Regions from separate parts of the Rattus norvegicus genome. Here region 1 is linked to region 2. Evidence: chromatin contacts called from public HiChIP or PLAC-seq data. All regions are on one chromosome and are shown on one strand. The core of a region is the stretch at or near the end of the contact, and the rest is flanking DNA. Distances in the headings are between cores, read along the strand shown.

Region 1 (4,977 bases), core at 69-2,568, 100 kb before region 2:
AAACATAAACTACAATATGGAAAAACACCAGAATCTTGCTGAGGGGTTGCTAACAACAGTGCCTGCATATATTTACTCTTGAATTCCAACAAAGCTACTATGACATCTGAACAGGCCAATCTGTAAAGCAGGGGATGGGAGTGGTTAACTACTATAAGGAATATGGAGAATAATTACCAAAAAATGTGTACAAAGGTACTGAGTAGTGTCCAGGAAACAATGAACATTCAATAGTGGTGCTTCCGCCAGATCAATAACGCTAGCCACCAGTAACACTGTCAACTAACCATTCCATTTATCATCTAAAACAAAAGCCAATGGTAGTTTATTTCCTACAGCAGCAGAATGGACATTATTGAAGTAGAATCATCACACAAGATAAGTGATCTTGTTTGAATAGTAAATGATGAACTGGAGTTTTTTTAAAGGGCCTATTAATAATCATACCAACAAATACGCAATACCATTCGCAGGCCTGTAAGTCACAATTCAAGCCATTCTCTAAATTGCTAACGTGCACCGCCAAGGAAAAATGTGATTCATATCAAAAGAAATGAATGTAGGCAAGGAGAAAATAAAATAAAATATTTTAAAATACATTTCGATTTATTTGGCATTTACAATAAATAACTAATCCACAAAATTAAAAAAAAAGGAGCTCAAAATTCAAGCATTACAAATAGGTAAATATAACAATTTCCGAATGACAGGTTAAAAGCGATATTTTATTCAATATAATCTTTTGTAAAAATTTGGAGACTTAAAGTCTAGATGTCTGCGGTAGATCAAAGTCATAGCTAAGACCTCCATCCCACCCAATCCCACCCTCAAACCCGCCAGGCTGTTCCAGAGAATTCGATGTGGCACGTAATCCTTTAATCGCACCACAGTGCTTAGCAACGACGAGGCTCGGTGTACGCTTAGATAGAAAAGTAATACGCCCGGTTAAGAAACAACCCTGGAGCTGGGGGCGGCGAAGGCTGGGACCTCAAGACCTGGCCGAGGAAGATGGGCCAGTCAGGTGTGCAGCTTGAGGGAGGGGGCGGCGGAGGCCACCGCCACCACCATCAGATACCCAGACAACCGCCCCGCACTCACAATTCTATCATCCACTCTCCTTCCAGCAATGAGGTCCAGTTCTCATCGGTGAGGACGCGCACGTTGCTCCGCCGTCCGTGAGCCCCAGGGACCGCCCAGAGCAACAGGACCAGGGCTGCCAGGGGAACCAGGAGACGCCCCAAGTGCGCCATGTCAGCCACTTGCCCAGTCTCAGAGCGCTCCCGCCCCACCGCCCCGCCGCAGCTCCACTTCCGCTCTGGCGGCCGCTCCGCCCATGCGCACAACGAGCCTGCGAGGCGCGCGAGCCCCACCCCCCCCAGCAACTCAGTGCGCATGTCCGGGTCCTGACCCCTAGCGGAAGGTGGAGACGGGAAGAGGGAGGTGCTTTTGTTTCCGTGCATAGGAGCAAAAGGAGGCTGCCCATTGTGGTCCCTCGAAAAGCGCTAAAAGGGGCGGTAGGCGGAAGGATCAAGGTGATGCGTTCGAGATGAGTGGCCCTGTAGTGCTCACCAGTGCCAAGTAGGGTCACCACGACAGTTTTCTCTGTAACGTTCCCCTTTGAAAATAGCATCATTTAGTTGAATGTAGGATGTACTGCTCCTGTAATATTCCGATGGCCCACGACGCCATGTGCTAATCAATTTCGGGGTGATGTGGAGGGATGCCTCTTTAGAAGGAAAGTAGGCGTGCGCGGAAGAAGCCAAGATGGCTGCAGCAGCTCCAGGCTTCTAGGCTTAGAGTGGGATGGGTGGTTGTAAGCAGCAGATACATACCCTCCATCGTAGAGATAGTTTAAGCAGTACAGCTTTATTGTCGTAATGTGGCTAGGCCATCCATCTCAGGGTAGGTTTGTTCCTCTGAGGACGTGTTTTGTTTTTCTCCAGCATCGATTTTATTAGTTTTAGGGCAAAGGATCTCTTTATGACCGAAATGTGCTGCTGCTTGCCTTAAAAACTCTTAAGAGAATGCTACTACATTTGAGATGATCAAATCAAATCAACACTGCTAATTTATCAACCACCTGTTGGGTTCACCGTCTCTTCCTTCTATCATTTGGGTATTGATGTCGACCATAATCTTTTTTTTTTTCTGGAGTTCTTAGTGTTTGTTTTTAAACATAATATTAATAATATATAATTCACATGTCATACAATTTTACATGATACATGATGCAGTGGTTCCTAGTATATTCACAAGATGGGCAATGGTTACCATAGTCAAATTTAAAAATCTTCCTATTCATGTGGAGTCACCAGCCCCTTCTGTCCATCCATTCACTCCTTACCCTGGCCCTCTGCAAACATGCTTCTACTTTCTGTCCTGCCTGCTTTACTAATTGAATCTTGTGTGTCCTTGGTGATTGACTTACTTTAACTCTTTAAGCATGAGTCTTTGAATCTCCTCTAACATAGTCGTAATGGAAGACTTTGTTATTTCTTGGTCCTCTCATAAGTAACTTTTGCTGCATGCTCTTTGCCTTCCTGTAGAAGGGTTATATTTTCCTGTCTTTGTGTAACTCAAAACCTTATTGGAAACTAGGGTTTTAAGGTCCGCAATTCTGGATAGTGATTCCCCTTGTGGCCTTCCATCTTCTGTTGATTTTGTTTGATTGTTTAGTGAGTTGGCAAGGCCATTCTAGTGAAGTCTGTTTCTCAGAGAATACAGCCCTGGGCGGGTACACAGGTAATCTGGGTGATGGTAGTGGTTTTAGCAGGGCTCACTGGCTATCACTTTTTGGGATGTGTCTGCCTCATTTCTTATTTCCAGCTGTAATATTACATGAAGTGCTCACAGATGGCTTGTTTTTATTTTGTTTTAATTCTCAGGGCATAAATTGTTCCAAAGTCTAATAAATTTTGGCAGATAGTTTTTGAGGTTAGTGGTTGAGATTTATTTTAACCCCAAGATGATTCTTCATTGTCTCCTTTCTTAGTTCTCTCTGGTGAACTAAGTGGCTTATGCACTAGCATCTTGCTCTTAAGGGAAAAAAATTTTTTTAAGAGTGACTTTAGGCAAAAAAAAAAAAAAAAAAAGGTAAAAAGATAAAAGAGTGACTTTAGGCTTGACTGTACTCTTGTTTAATAAAGTCCATTACTTTGGGAAGAGTTCAGAACTAACTCTCCTGGGCACAGGCAGCCTCAGTCATCATTCTCTGCACAGTGTAGACCAGCAGGATCTGGTTTTCTGGACTTACTTCTAATGGCCTATAGCCTCTATTACATGGGCAAAAAGGTTGAGGAGGCGTCTGGAGACGTCTCCATCTGCCATAACGAGAGCTTCACTGTGCCTGTGGTGTGCAATGCATCACAGATTCTGTCCTTGTGGCCTGGACTTGGGAGAGATTAAGATGCCAGTCACCTTCCCCTCCTGACCAGACACTGTCTTTCGATTGGGAATGGAGAGGAGGTGGAGCCCTGTGTTCTTGGTCACACCCACCTACAGTGGAGTTTTCACCACAATGGCCTGGGCTAAGAAAGTGATAAGAGAACAGGAGTTTGAGATGGGGTGGATGCCAGGGTCTCGGTTCTACTGAAGGAACAACAATAGCAGCAGCAAAAGCATCATTCATTGTTTGCAATTTCCAGAAACCTTTAGTGAGTTTTTGTTTATGTAGTTCCCAGGTCAGTTCTGTTTCTGGGAATTCATGCACTGAAGTCCTGATGCTCAGTAATTCAGAACTGAGAGTGCATTTAAAGATAAGGTCTTTTTTTTTTTTTTTGAGTTCCAGTAACTTATATTCATTTTATTTAAAATTGCACAACAGAAAGTACCTAAGTCAAATGAAATATCCCTTGTTTCTGTTCCCATTTAGAACCCTACAAAGCTCAGTGACATCTTTTTGGTTTTTTTTTTTAAATATTTTATTGGTTACTTTATTTACATTTCAAATGTTATCCCCCTTCCCAGTTTCTCCTCTGCAAACCCCTTATCCCATCCCCTCCCCCTTGCTTCTGTGAGGGTGCTTCCCTACCCACCCACCCATTCCCACCTCACTGCCCTGGCATTCCCCTATGCTGGGGCATCAAGCTAAAGATAGGGTTTTTAAAGAGGTAGTTTAAATGAGGTCATCCAGGGGCCTCAATTTTAAAAAAAGGGGGGGGGGTATGCTGGATTGTTTTATGTCACCTTAACACAAGCTGAAGCCACCTGAGATACAGTGAAGACAATTAAGGTGAGATGGTCAAGCCTCAGTTAAGAAAATGCCTACAGGCAATCTGGTTGTAAGCCTTTTTGTAAGGAGTGATAGATCACAGGAAGGCCCAGCCCTTTATGGGTGGTGCCATCTCTGGCCTGGTTGTCCTGGTTTCTAAAAGAAAGCAGACTACGAAAGCCAGTAAGCAACACCCCTCCATGACCTCTGCATCAGCTCCTGCCTCCAGGTTCCTGCCTTGTTTGAGTTTCTGTCCTGACTTCTTTCAGTGATGGACCACAATGTGGAGATATAAGCCAAATAAAGGCTTTCGTCCCCAGCGTGCCTTTGGTCATGGAGTGTCACCACAGCAAGAGAAGTGCTAAGACAAAGGGAATCCACAGGCGGGAAGGAGCTCACAACACAGGGATGTCGTCAAACCTCTGGAGATTTTAGGAACAGATGGAACAAGCCTCAAAATAATGGCTACGTACGATAAACCTATAATCAATGTTATAACATGGAGACAAACAGCATTTTCTCTAAAACCAGGAACAGGACAAGGACGTTCACACTCTCTTATCTATAAGTGCTTGAAGTCTTAGTTATAGCAATTAGACAAGAGAAAGGCATAAACAGGATTAAAAAAAATAGGACAGGAAGAAGATAAACCCATCTCTATTTACAGATGACACAATTCTTGTTTAAAAGACCCTATTGAGTCTGCTAGAAAACTAATAAATACAGTGAAGTTACCATATACAAAATACATGTTTAAAAAAAAAAAA
Region 2 (4,982 bases), core at 107-2,606:
GACAAAAAAAAGTGCTTTTAAATTATAAATGAAGCTATGAATAATCGTTATCTACTGGAAGTTGAAAATTTGGAAGATCCCACGGGACTTGAAAACCATTTTTGTCACTTGTTTTATGAATCACTCAGAAAATTAACTATGTGTGCCCCCAAGATAAATTACTTCCTTGGAATGTCACTGGATTCAAAGATTCTACCCATTGAGTAACAGGCTGATATATTGATTCAAAGATTCTATCGTCGTCCTCATTTAAGGGTTATGCAGGCAAGGGGCAGGATCCATTATCTCTAGCACGATTTGGGGAAAAGAGAAATCGGTTAGAATACAAGGGCTATCATTAGATTCCTTCATTACCTCACAGAAGCAAAAATAACACCCCGCCCCCTATTCTGGAATTTATGGTAGATGCTAAGGGCATGTGACATTGGATAATATCGTTTGGAATCAAACATTGGAATCTGCAATGCCATAGCAATTCGTTCACATAGCTAGTTTCCAAACAATAGCACTCAGAAACACACAAACTCTGCCTGCTTCAACTCAACTAATGTTCCTGGGGCCTCTCTAAAACCCAGCCAGATGCTGAGGGATGAGCTTCGAGAGGCTGGGAGGGTGAGAAGAACCTAGGTACCTTCACTCCAAGGCGTAGGGGCCTCCACACATTTAAAACATGTAGCGATGGTGGTACAGCTTTTGGAGGAATACTGAGCCTTTGCCTCGGAGTAGGGAAAAAGCTACCGGGGAGGGGGGGGAGCGCAAGAAGGGGGCACTGCAGCCATGACACACAACCATCTCCCCCAAACACGATGGATGCGGGCGCTCCAGCTGCTTCTGAGTGCTGGAGAAAAGCCCAAAAGCCCCCAGGAAGGCACGGGGGAGGTGCCAGCTTGATGCCAGCAGCGGAAGGAGAAGGGGTGGGTCGGCGCGCAGACTAGAGCTGGAAGGCAAGCCCCAAGCGCCGGCGACAGGCAACAGCAGCCCACTCACGATTGGGAGGGGTTCTCACGCCCCCTGCTCCCGGGTGACTGCACTCGAGCTCAGAAGGAAGCGTGTGGGGGGTGGGGGTGGAAAGGGATGAATCATCCCGCCCCACTTCTCCTTCTCGGCCCTTGCTCCAGCCCCCTCCCAAAATCCCGCGCCAGCTTCAGCAAGCCAAGCGGCTGCTCCAGCTCCGACTCACTGAGCCCCCTGCGGCCTGCAGAGAAGGGGAGACGGACAGGGCGGGAAGCCAATGAGAACGCAGCTCTCACGGCCGCCGTCCGATGAGCCTCGGCTCCCTGGCGGGGTGGGGCTAGCAGCGGGAAGGGGGCGGGCCCGGGCTGGCGCGCAGCGCGGACGCTCCACCGCTCACAGAGAGAGCGCGTCCTGGGGAGTCGGCGCCTAGGCGACGCGGAAAGGCGCCACCACCGCCGCCGCTGGCCAAGGTGCTGGACACCACAGGCCTATCGACTGCTTCGCCAGGTCAGGCCCCCTTTGCCGCAGCCTCTGCTGCCTCGCTTCCAGCCAGGTCCCCATGGAAGAGATGGAAGAAGAGTTAAAATGCCCCGTGTGTGGCTCCTTCTATCGGGAGCCCATCATCCTGCCCTGCTCTCACAATTTATGCCAGGCTTGCGCCCGCAACATCCTGGTGCAGACCCCGGAGTCCGAGTCCCCCCAGAGCCGCCGGGCCTCGGGCTCTGGGGTTTCTGACTATGACTATCTGGACCTGGACAAGATGAGCCTTTACAGCGAGGCGGACAGCGGCTATGGCTCCTACGGAGGTTTCGCCAGCGCCCCCACTACCCCGTGCCAGAAGTCGCCCAACGGCGTCCGTGTTTTCCCCCCTGCTATGCCGCCACCGCCCACCCACCTGTCACCGGCTTTGGCCCCTGTGCCCCGCAACTCCTGCATTACCTGCCCCCAGTGCCACCGCAGCCTCATTCTGGATGACCGGGGGCTCCGCGGCTTCCCCAAGAACCGCGTCCTGGAAGGGGTCATCGACCGCTACCAACAGAGCAAAGCCGCGGCCCTCAAGTGCCAGCTCTGTGAGAAGGCGCCCAAGGAAGCCACGGTCATGTGCGAACAGTGCGATGTCTTCTACTGCGACCCTTGCCGTCTACGCTGCCACCCACCGAGGGGTCCCCTAGCCAAACACCGTCTGGTGCCCCCGGCCCAGGGTCGCGTAAGCCGACGGCTGAGCCCGCGCAAGGTCTCCACCTGCACAGACCACGAGCTGGAGAACCACAGCATGTACTGTGTGCAATGCAAGATGCCGGTGTGCTACCAGTGCTTGGAGGAGGGCAAACACTCCAGCCACGAAGTCAAGGCTTTGGGGGCTATGTGGAAATTGCACAAGGTGAGTCCTATGCAACCCACCCCTGACTCCCCGCGTCCTGGGTCCTCCTGATTTGCAGCACTGGTTCCCTCTTAGGGTGACAGCGCATCCCAGTGGGGGCGCCGTGCAAGTGCCTTCGGCGTCTGCCTTGCGTTGTGGTGCATTGCAGGAGGCTCTGGGGACATTTGAGGCGACGCAGGGAAGTTGAATGTCTCCAGAGAGCTGTTGCAGGAATGCCTTAGCATGGGTCTCCCTCCCCAGGCATTCTGCCTGTGAGCTGGGTCAGGCCGCCCCCTCTTCAGTCTTCAGCCTATCTATGGTCACCGCCGCCGTAGGGCAAAGCCTATTTGGCTTGGCGGAAGCGCGCGGGTGGCAGAGGCCTCCGGGCATGCGCTGGTATGGGGTAGGCTGAGGGCCTAGGAGACTAGGGCAGGTGGGGGCGGTGGGGGCGGATAGACCTCAGGGGATTGTCTCCGACAGGGAGACAGAAGCCCTGATGCACAGCGGGGGGTGGTCCGTGGACAGAATACTGATGAGTCTGCACTGAGCTAGACCTGGCTCCAGCTGGAAGAGAATCAGGTCCGGGTTCCCAGAACTCCTGTGGTCCTAAGGCATCCTTAGGAGGAGGGGGACCTAAGGCTGGAGCAGAAGGAGTAGAGTTTTCTGAGCGGTAGCGAACTAAAACCGTCCTTTCCCCCAAACCCTTATTCCACCAGGGGTCAAACCTTTTCCCTTTCAGTAGCTGCACGTAAACTTTGAGACACCTGTTAGCAGAATTATCTTTTGGGTTGCTTTTGACATGCTGTCATGGAACTCCTCTACTCTGATGGCTTCTTGTGATTCTCAGACCATCCTTAGAACATTCTAGCAAAGCCTACTTGACATGTTCCTCTAGTCCCCTTCTGCTGATTAGCCCTGACTCTCTGCTTCTGTGTTTCTTGCTGTTCCTCAGTCAACACCTAAGCCTTTACATTTGGGTGTTTCTCTCCTGAAATTCTCTTCCCCAGTGCCTAGACAGAGCGACCCTCTCTTACCTCACTGACTGTGTTCAGATCTGAGTTAAGCCCAGATGGAGGCTGTGATGACCCCCTGCTTCAGACAACCCTTTGCTCCCTGTTTTGTTTTTCTCAGTAGTATGTATCACCATGGTAACGTGCCACATGTCAATTATGCTGGCCTTGTACTTATGTATTGCTCTTTCCCCCTAACACATACAAAACAGGAAGGTAAGCTTTGTGAGGAATGCGCTCTTTTTAATAACATGTCTGTGTTGCTTAGAAGGAAGGAGACCACTTTGCAGAGATGTGCTTTAAGTCCACTTTACTTTTCAAGTATTCCGTTTACTGGGGAGGGGTTGGGAGGTTCTGCCCAGTGTTGTCAAAGGAGAAATTGTCCTTATACCACAGGGTTGTCTGCCCAAGAATAAGGTAATGAAATGGTGTTGCAACCCTCAGCTGTGTCCCTGCTAGTTTGCCAGCATTCCTTGGACTCTAGAGACGCTAACTGAGAGATGCCCTCTCTGCAGTTAAGATTGGGACAGCCATTTTCATTGCCAGCATTTTCAGCAATCACTGGGGGACGTCCTCAGCTCTTTCCCCGTCTCCCAGGTGACAAGGGATTTATGGCATGTGCTACCATGCCCATCTCTCCAATTGTGCTTTTTAAAATAACATTTAATTTTGAAAATTGGAAAAAAATAGTTCTCAGGCATGTTTCTGTACAAAGTATCTAAGAAAATAGTCGCCCTGCCTGGACAAAGACCTTAGTGCTACATGCTAATTGGGATTGGTAGGAACCACAACATGTTCATGAAGAAAAGCCCATACTCTAGCCATAAAGACCAAAAGGAGCCTTCAAATCCCTGCCAAGCCCCGTGTACAGTTGAAATGTCAAGCTGTTTGTGAAGCCTGATAATGGATATTGTGGATAGAGATTAGAGTTGAAAATTTTATATCTGCTTTAAAAAAAAACATGAGAAATGGAATAAAATGGCTAGAAGACCACGTCTGGATTTTGGCACATTTTGCCACAAAAATAAATCAGTTTCAATATGTCCAGTCAATATCAGAGTGACCAAATGGCCTGGGAAAGCTGGGTGGAGAATGACAGAGTTAGAACAGCACTTAGCATTATCCCTTAATTTCAGTTTTTGTAACAAAATAACATGGTGCAGCTGTGTTGTCCCAGCTAGACTCCGTCCTAGGACTTCTGTCTCTGAAAATGCTCCTGGGCCAGAATGGCTATGACCTTCAAGACACAGGAGAGCAGAAAACTATACCTCCTTCTCTCAGAGTCTGGGCATTCAGTTGTGAATGGTTTCATTCATATTCTGTGATAGTAACCATTTCTACTTTTAAAGAAAATCCCGCGAATAAATATCCATGAGGCAGAGGTCATTAGCTTGCACATGCAAGGCAAAATTGTTTTCAAGTAGCTTTAATAGTGGTTAAAATTTATCATCAGTTTACCAAATTAATTTTTAGATACTTATGACTTTCAAAAATCCATAAAAATACATGAAATAATAATCCAAACCAAATATCTGGTAGCAGTCTTTATACTATATTAACACATATGCTATTCCTTTTTTCCAAGTCAGGCAGATTGAAAACCTTGTAACACAAAAGGGGTTTGCAGACATTTGGAACTACTATCATACTCACTTTGT

What was found. HiChIP or PLAC-seq counts read pairs in DNA pulled down with a chosen protein or histone mark.
Region 1: a contact with region 2 is called in an H3K27ac HiChIP or PLAC-seq map of oligodendrocytes, with 4 times the contacts expected there. The contact joins the promoter of Tmx1 here to the promoter of Trim9 in region 2. A contact is called at or near these places in 1 of 12 Hi-C or Micro-C datasets (kidney) and 1 of 1 datasets of contacts at active chromatin or transcription factors (oligodendrocytes).

Annotation. Positions count from the first base shown.
Region 1 is chr6:94,693,040-94,698,016 of GRCr8, reverse strand. Tmx1 (thioredoxin-related transmembrane protein 1) reads right to left here and starts at 1,318. Exons shown (of 8, transcript NM_001024800.2): 1 at 1,099-1,318. The coding sequence starts at 1,250. It overlaps LOC102551922 (a long non-coding RNA gene), which reads left to right and starts at 1,310. Exons shown (of 2, transcript XR_593062.4): 1 at 1,310-1,578; 2 at 4,480-4,977.
Region 2 is chr6:94,588,925-94,593,906 of GRCr8, reverse strand. It overlaps Trim9 (tripartite motif-containing 9), which reads left to right and starts at 1,356. Exons shown (of 10, transcript NM_130420.1): 1 at 1,356-2,335. The coding sequence starts at 1,514. It overlaps LOC102549102 (a long non-coding RNA gene), which reads right to left and starts at 1,172. Exons shown (of 5, transcript XR_010052260.1): 1 at 1-1,172.